Regions from separate parts of the Rattus norvegicus genome. Here region 2 is linked to region 1. Evidence: chromatin contacts called from public Hi-C data. All regions are on one chromosome and are shown on one strand. Each heading gives the region's core, a stretch centred on a gene start, on an enhancer-like site or on the middle of the called end of the contact. The rest is flanking DNA. Distances are from core to core; before and after follow the strand shown. Region 1 holds the start of Gch1 (GTP cyclohydrolase 1). Region 2 overlaps Wdhd1 (WD repeat and HMG-box DNA binding protein 1).

The links. A called contact is a pair of places that touch in the nucleus more often than the background predicts.
Region 2: a Hi-C map of the A7r5 cell line shows a contact between it and region 1, with 2.0 times the contacts expected there. The contact joins the enhancer-like site here to the promoter of Gch1 in region 1. A contact is called at or near these places in 3 of 12 Hi-C or Micro-C datasets (the A7r5 cell line, the Rat2 cell line and Schwann cells).

What each region holds. Positions count from the first base shown.
Region 1 is chr15:22,915,501-22,919,198 of GRCr8, reverse strand. Gch1 (GTP cyclohydrolase 1) reads left to right here and starts at 1,787. Exons shown (of 6, transcript NM_024356.1): 1 at 1,787-2,229. The coding sequence starts at 1,914.
Region 2 is chr15:22,975,938-22,979,635 of GRCr8, reverse strand. Wdhd1 (WD repeat and HMG-box DNA binding protein 1) reads left to right here. Exons shown (of 25, transcript NM_001107255.1): 16 at 352-466; 17 at 1,054-1,185; 18 at 3,473-3,687. Among named protein-coding and RNA genes, the nearest start is that of Wdhd1, 25 kb to the left of the region's middle. Within about 2 kb of position 2,070, at least 6 of the 93 cell types and tissues checked have an H3K27ac peak or open chromatin away from gene starts, as enhancers often do. A contact at or near this core is called in the A7r5 cell line, where this site is marked.

The DNA.
Region 1 (3,698 bases), core at 538-3,037:
GCCAGATGAGGGTGCTGGGAGCTGGACTGAAGTCCTGGGAGGAGTGGCAGGCGCTCTTAACTGCTGAGCCATTACCCAAGCAGCCCCACTCTTGTCAGTGGTTAGTGTCAGTTCTTGACATAGTACATGCTGTCTGGCTAGAGGGTGTAGCTAGCTGCCCTAGTCCTCTTACTGATCACCAAATTCGAGGTAATGAAAGAAAACAAACTTCCCCTAGATGTTGTGAAAGATAAGGTCAGGGCAGGTTAAAAACCACAGAGCAGAGATCTGGCAGCTTACAAAGATTATTATCTTCCTAGGCATAGGGGACCCCCGTGAGTGCCATTTACTGTAATTTGATAGAGGCCAGAGGGTTTTCTTAGAGGGGCAGGCGTGTTGTATACATTTTAAGCAATTGAACACATTTCAAGTCACAACCTCTCTAGCCTTAAAAGCATGAGAGAGAGGGGGGGGAGGGAGGGAGGGGGAGGGAGCGAGGGAGAGAGAGGGGGGAGGGAGGGAGGGAGGGAGGGGGAGAGAGAGAGGGGGGGGCAGGGCAGATGCTTTTTTTTTTTTTTTCCTTTTCTTTTTTTCGGAGCTGGGGACCGAACCCAGGGCCTTGCGCTTGCTAGGCAAGCGCTCTACCACTGAGCTAAATCCCCAACCCCAGGGCAGATGCTTTTAATCCCATTGTTTGGAAGTATGAGGCAGGCAGATCCCTTGAATCAAAGGCCTTCCTGGTGGTCAACGTAGTGAATTCCAGGCCAGACGGAGCTGTCCCACGAGACTTTGTCTCAAAAAGTAAAACAAAACGCAACAAAAGAATGACTCCAATCAGGTGTATATATGGATGGGGTGGGGTTGGGGGGGGGTGAATGGAACAATGACTCATGAGGTCTAACCCTAGACAAAGATCCACGGGTGACCAAGGAATGCTTAGACTGGGGTAGTCTTCCCCAGGAAAGAGAACACCAATACTAGGTTAGCCCTGAAAACATAAACACACAAGTGACATTATACATCCTGAGCGGGTTGTATTTACATACTTAGAAACACACATACATATATAACGACTATTAAAAACAGAGACTGTGGGGTTGGGGATTTAGCTCTGTGGTAGAGCACTTGCCTAGGAAGTGCAAGGCCCTGGGTTCGGTCCCCAGCTCCGAAAAAAAAAAAAGAACCAAAAAACAAACAAACAAACAAAAAACCAAAAAAAAAAAAAAAAAAAAAAAACCCAGAGACTGTGAATTTGAAAGAGAGCAAGGAGGGAGGAGTTATACGGGAAGGTTTTCAGAGAGGAGAAGGAAAGCAGAAATGGGGTTACTTGTGACCTCGGCGGTGGGGGGAGACCCTAAAAAGAAAAAAAAATATTTTTAAAGGAGCTTAAGGCTGCTTATCACCAGTTTACTTGCTCCACCCTGCCTGCCCCAGCAAGGTCACCTGTTAGCTCATCTTTCTCAGGGCAACTAGACCACATTTTTTTTTTTTTTTTGCGAACACGCCCCCTTTTCCCCGTGGAAAGTGAGGGGGAACGGGTGTCTCTATCTTGGAGGTTCTAGCTCCCCGGATTCTTATCTTTTTGCAGACTCTGTCCTTCCCTTCATAAACCGAGGGGGTCCAACCTGAGGGTTGTCTTGTGCAACTGCGGGGTTTAGGGGCCCTCCAGGAGGGCGGGGCGGAGGGGAGGGGCGAGCGCCTTGACGCAAGAGGCTCGGGCCAATGAGAACGCCTCGCGGTGCCGGCAGAGTCGCCCCGCCATAAAAAGAGAGGCGCGGCGGGGCTCCCCAGCTGGCGGCTTGCCCTAGACTTCGAACCTCATTCGGTGCTGAACTCCTGTCCCGGTGACAGCCACAGGTCACGGCCGCCGGCTAAGCCGAGCCGCAGCGCTTGGTAGCACCTTAGGGTGTCTCGGGAGCAATCGCGCCGGGTCCATGGAGAAGCCGCGGGGTGTAAGGTGCACCAATGGGTTCCCCGAGCGGGAGCTGCCGCGGCCCGGGGCCAGCCGACCTGCCGAGAAGTCCCGGCCGCCCGAGGCCAAGGGCGCACAGCCAGCCGACGCCTGGAAGGCAGGGCGGCCCCGCAGCGAGGAGGATAACGAGCTGAACCTCCCCAACCTGGCGGCCGCTTACTCGTCCATCCTGCGCTCGCTAGGCGAGGACCCCCAGCGGCAGGGGCTGCTCAAGACGCCCTGGAGGGCGGCCACCGCCATGCAGTTCTTCACCAAGGGATACCAGGAGACCATCTCAGGTCGGTACGTGCGCCGGGGTGTGTGAGGCGCGGGAGGCTGGTTCAGGAAGCAGGGGCAGCTCCGGGAACTTTCCCGAGTTGCTTCACTTTTGGCGCACCGAGCCGAGCTGTCACGTCCCAGCCTCTTCTGTGGCCCCGGAGCCTCCACCTGGCCGAGGCGAGGGCCCTTCCTGGGTCGTGTGGCTGGCACTCAGGGCTCTGGGGAGGGTGACCTGCGAGTGCATAGCCACTGACAGTGAACTCCCGGGTGGGAGGGAATGTGGGACCCTCTCACCCCCGCGCCCAGGGTGCGATGAGGCACGTGCAGCACCCACCTTCCCCACGTTAAGGATCCGGTGGACACTGGTTGAAGGCGCTTTTTGGGTGAAGCCAGGTTTCCGTTACACCCAGTAAGCCTGGTAAAGTTAGTTACTCGTAATGGGGCGGAGGACTTCTTCGGAGAGTTGGAATTCCCATCTGATTAATTCAAGTTTAGGACTCGACCAAAATTTGACATAATTCTGGATTCAGATTTACACACAGTTTGAGGTGTGGACTTTCTTGAGCTAGAATTGCTGAAAGTCTTTACTGCTTTATTCCCCCAAAAGAAATAAAGGGATCACCTGCTGCTACTCCGAGGGTTGCTGCTCTCTGGACCCGGGATTCCATGCTTGCGTGCCCCCTCCCCCCTCTAAAATCAGCCGTGTCCGAGCCTGCTGGCAGCAAGTCTTTTCCAGTCAGTGATGAGGAGTTGTGGGTACAGAGGCTGGGTGAAGAGGAAGTGGAAAATGACGAGGGCCTTGCTGCCTATTTGGTAAAGCAGTGTTGGCTTTTATTTTAAAAGGAGAAGCTTCTGGTTCCTTTGGCTGAGTTCAGCGGCCTTATTTCCAGTTTACGTCTGGGCATCTCTGTGACATGTTTCTTTGCCTCCACCACTACTCAAAAAAAAAAAAAAACCCAAAAACAAACAAACAAACAAAAAAAACGGAAACAAAGGTACTGTTTTGAAAGGTGGTACTGTTTTGAAAGGTGGTAATCCTGTCTGTTCCTGTCATCTTCCTGAAGGCATTGAGAGACTGAGAACCCGTCCTTGAAAGAACATTATTTCTGCCCAGCCTTCCCCCACCTCAAAGGAAGGGTGGGAGATCAGAGCCTGAGAAGGGCGGGGCCCCAAAGGAAACGAAACTACTTCCTAATAATTCGAGGAAGTGGACTCAGATCTAGTTCTGAGTCTGGATTTCACTGTTTTACATAGATTTGATGGTGAAAGTTTGAACCTCAAAAGCAGAGTTTGAGAATGCAAAGGCGGGAGAGCAATCACTGTGGTTTTTCTGAGAGTTCAGTGTCTGGGAGTGTTAGCGTGTTTGACCGTCCAGATGTAGCCAGGAGGAGCATCTTGACAGAGCCTTGTTCATTCTGCCTCTTGACACAAAAGGTGGCCCTCAATGGCATCCTTCGGCTTGAGTCCCTCCCTCCTGCGGGTCTCATTA
Region 2 (3,698 bases), core at 821-3,320, 60 kb before region 1:
AAAGGTTCACATCTCATGACAAAGGGGCACATATCATGTGAACAGCGTTTGTGGGTATGGCTGCCTTTTCATTTCTCTGGTGAGCATTTAACATTAGTAGGATTGGTTTTTTTTTTTTTTTTTTTTTTTGGAGCTGGGGACCGAACCCAGGGCCTTGCGCTTCCTAGGCAAGCGCTCAACACTGAGCTAAATCCCCAACCCCTAGGATTGGTTTTTATAAAAAGTTTCAAACCCAAAGGCCTATTAGAATAGTATTACTGTTCATAGTCCATAATTTTTGTAAAGTTTTTAGCACTTTTTGTGATGTTGTAAAGTCTTTAGCATGGAACTTTGTGTTTTTTAAACTGACAGGTGCATCCCTTGTAAAGGTTCTCGGTTTCCTCCCACCCTTCCACGACCTGCTGTAGCAATATTACCTTTTAAACTTCCTTATTGTCAGACTTCAACAGAGAAAGGCCAAATGGAGGTACGTGGATGCCTTAATACTGTAAATTTTGTAGTAAATACTTGTTACACAGAAGATTTTAGATCATCACACAGTCAGTGTTGGACATTACTACACTTATGATTCAATAATGCAGTAGGACCCTTTGATCACAAAGCTGTCACAGCTTCCAGGGCTGACTGCAGAGGAGATGGTTTTGACTGGGAGGCCCTCACCAGGGGTAGACCTTCCCTGGTAGGATCAGGTAAGCCCTCCATACTGACCATAAACTCATCCTACTTCTGCACCCAGCTCTGCTTTTAAAAGGCATTTGAAACCTTGCAGTTAGTTATGTTAGGTAGGAAGCAGATCGTCTTCAGAACTGGTTTACGACGTTCTCTGAGGGCTGATCATATAGGAAACAAAAATGCTATACACATACACACCTCTTTTTAAAGGCTAGAACATAAAGCCAAGCCATTGTAGCACATTGAGATTTGGATTGTAAGTAAGATCATATAGAAGGGAGGGTTTCAGAAAATAATTTAAAGTTGGCACCTTAATGTTCACCTAACACTTGTCCAGTATTAGGCAATGTTCAGTCTTGTGTACTTCTATCCATTTTCCAGGAACAATTTTGGCATTCGGTTCTGTTTCACAACTACCTTGATTACTTGGCTGAAAATGGTTATGATTATGAGGAGAGCATTAAAAAACAGGCAGTAAAAGAGCAGCAGGAACTCTTAATGAAGATGCTTGCGGTGAGTAAAATATGTTGCAAAGTTAAAGTTTAATTATTTTCTTAGGTTGAGAAAAAATTTTTTTCTTTTGAGACAAGTTTTCTGTATGTAGCCCGGGCTGTCCTGGAACTTGCTCTGTAAACCAGGCTGGCCTCCAACTCAGATGTCTGCCTGCCTCTGCGTTGTGATGAGTAAAGGCGTGCGGCACCATCCCAGCCTTAGGTAGAATTCCTTAAATATATGTAAGTAAAGACTAAATTCAGGGGTTGGGGATTTGGCTCAGTGGTAGAGCGCTTGCCTAGCAAGCGCAAGGTCCTGGGTTCAGTCCCCAGCTCTGAAAAAAAAAGAAAAAGAAAAAGAAAAGAAAGACTAAATTCTACCTTCTAGGATACACAGCTTTTTTTTCCCCTTAAAATTTCTATCACAGTTTTGCTGTTACAGTTAAAATATTTGAACTATTTCCCTACAGCTAAGGCTGCAGGTGGGAGAGTAAGCTTTTCTGGCGTCGTGCCCACCACCGGGCTCTAGCTGATGCAAGTGTGACAGCCACTGTTGTGACTCTTACTCATCTACGCCACAGGGTTTAGGTATGGCTGTTGTAGATCTCCAGGGTTGGACACTTTTAAGACCGTTCTTAGGCTTCCCAATTTCCCAGCCTTTTGTCAGCACCAGTGGCTAGGTTTGCTGCCCTGGCTTCTTCACTACATTTCTCTTTGAAGCGGAGTCTCTTAAGGGTTGTTGTCCTGTTTTCAGGTTTTTGTTTATTGAAAGGAATGTAATTCCATTGTTGACCTTTGAGGGAAGTGACCGCTAATTCATTCTAGCCACTGCAAGAACCATGCTGCCCTCTGAGTCAGAGTTCCACTTTGCTTAAAAGTGCTTCTTCTAGAGTAATAGCAGTCCTGAGGAGGCTGTGCTGAAGATATAGAGCTTCTTCCTCATAGGGCAGGAGCGTAAATTACAAAATGCTCCTGCACCGTGAGTCATAAGAGCTCTTCTGTCCCTTAGAGTACTAAGAACTTACTCTGAGCTCGAGTTGTCATGTGCTGGGTTGTCAGTTCAAACCAAAGACAAAGGCGAGTATTTTCTACGATGCATTAAATGAATAATGTTCCTCTCACCTCCTCCTGTTCTTTGTAAGATGTTAACGGAGGCCAGAAGAGGGTATTAAGTGGAGCTCTGGACAGTGAGGAGCCTTTGTGTGGTGTTGGGAATAGAACCTAGGCCCTCTCCAAGAGCAGCAAATCTTCTTTGAAAGAACTGGAGTTGGCCCAGGACTCCCTAAGACCAAGTTCTCAGCACAAAGATTTATTTCCTTCACGAGGGACAAGGGGGCAAGGAACAAGGAACAGGAGACAGGGTAAGGGGGAAGGAAAAGGAACAAGGGAAAGGGAGAAGGGTATTTGCCCTGGAAGGACAAGGGTGCCTCTGGGTAGAAGGGACACAGATGGCAAATGACAGTTTGTAAAGGAAAAAGAGAAACCTGTTAGGAAGATTTGGTTTGTTTTTGGCTGGGCATGTAAATTAGGTGACAAAAGGGCTTTTGGTTGCTGGAATTCGGTACTTTGACTAGTTAAGTAAGGGAATAGACCTTGATGGCCAGCTTTAGGAATGTAATCTATGGTTTAGCAAGGCAGAAGGGAGTGGGAGGGGCAAGGCCTGCCAGAGGCATGTGTGCTATGCTGGTGCCTCCCAGAGCCCTTCATTCTTAACCACCGAGCCATCCCTCCTGCCCCAGAATACCCTTATTTTATATTATAGACATAGAAAGTGCAAATGTTAATTTAGAAGTTGTATATCTGTTCTGGTAGTTGAAGGCCACAGACAGTATTGCACATGAAATTTTAAGCATGTCTCTTTTTCCCATCCACATTCGCTTAGTAGCATTTGTTGTCCAGTTCTGAGCAAAGAGTAACTGGTTTTTGTCTTAATTCACTTTTTAAAATTCCCTGCCTTGTGGTGAGTGGCAGCTGGAGAAAAAGTGGAGAGTTACGTGTAGGTTTTGAACAGCTGTACTAGTTCTTGTGCACTTTACATCTGAAATGTGTCCTGTCCCATTGAGTCGAAGCTGCTAGTTGTGAACGCACCATTATTTCACTCACTTAAGCCTCTAAGGGACACTGTTGATCAGACCAGCACACCATTAATTATAAGATAGTCCGCATTTTCTAGCTGTACGTGTGCATTTTAGAAGCATTAGATCGTGCACTCAGAAGACTTAATTGCACTAGTCCTGTCAGTCTTTCCTTTCCTTTCCTTTTTTTAAGTGTGACTTAACATGATTTGATTTTGAATCTCCCCTGATTAGCTGTCTTGTAAACTGGAACGAGAATTCCGCTGTGTGGAACTTGCAGATCTAATGACTCAAAATGCTGTGCATTTAGCCATTAAATATGCTTCTCGCTCTCGGAAATTAATATTGGCTCAAAAACTTAGTGAACTTGCCGCAGAAAAGGCAGCCGAGTTGGCAGAAATCCAGACAGAAGAGAGAGAAGAGGATTTCAGAGAAAGACTGAATGCTGGGTAAAAGAACA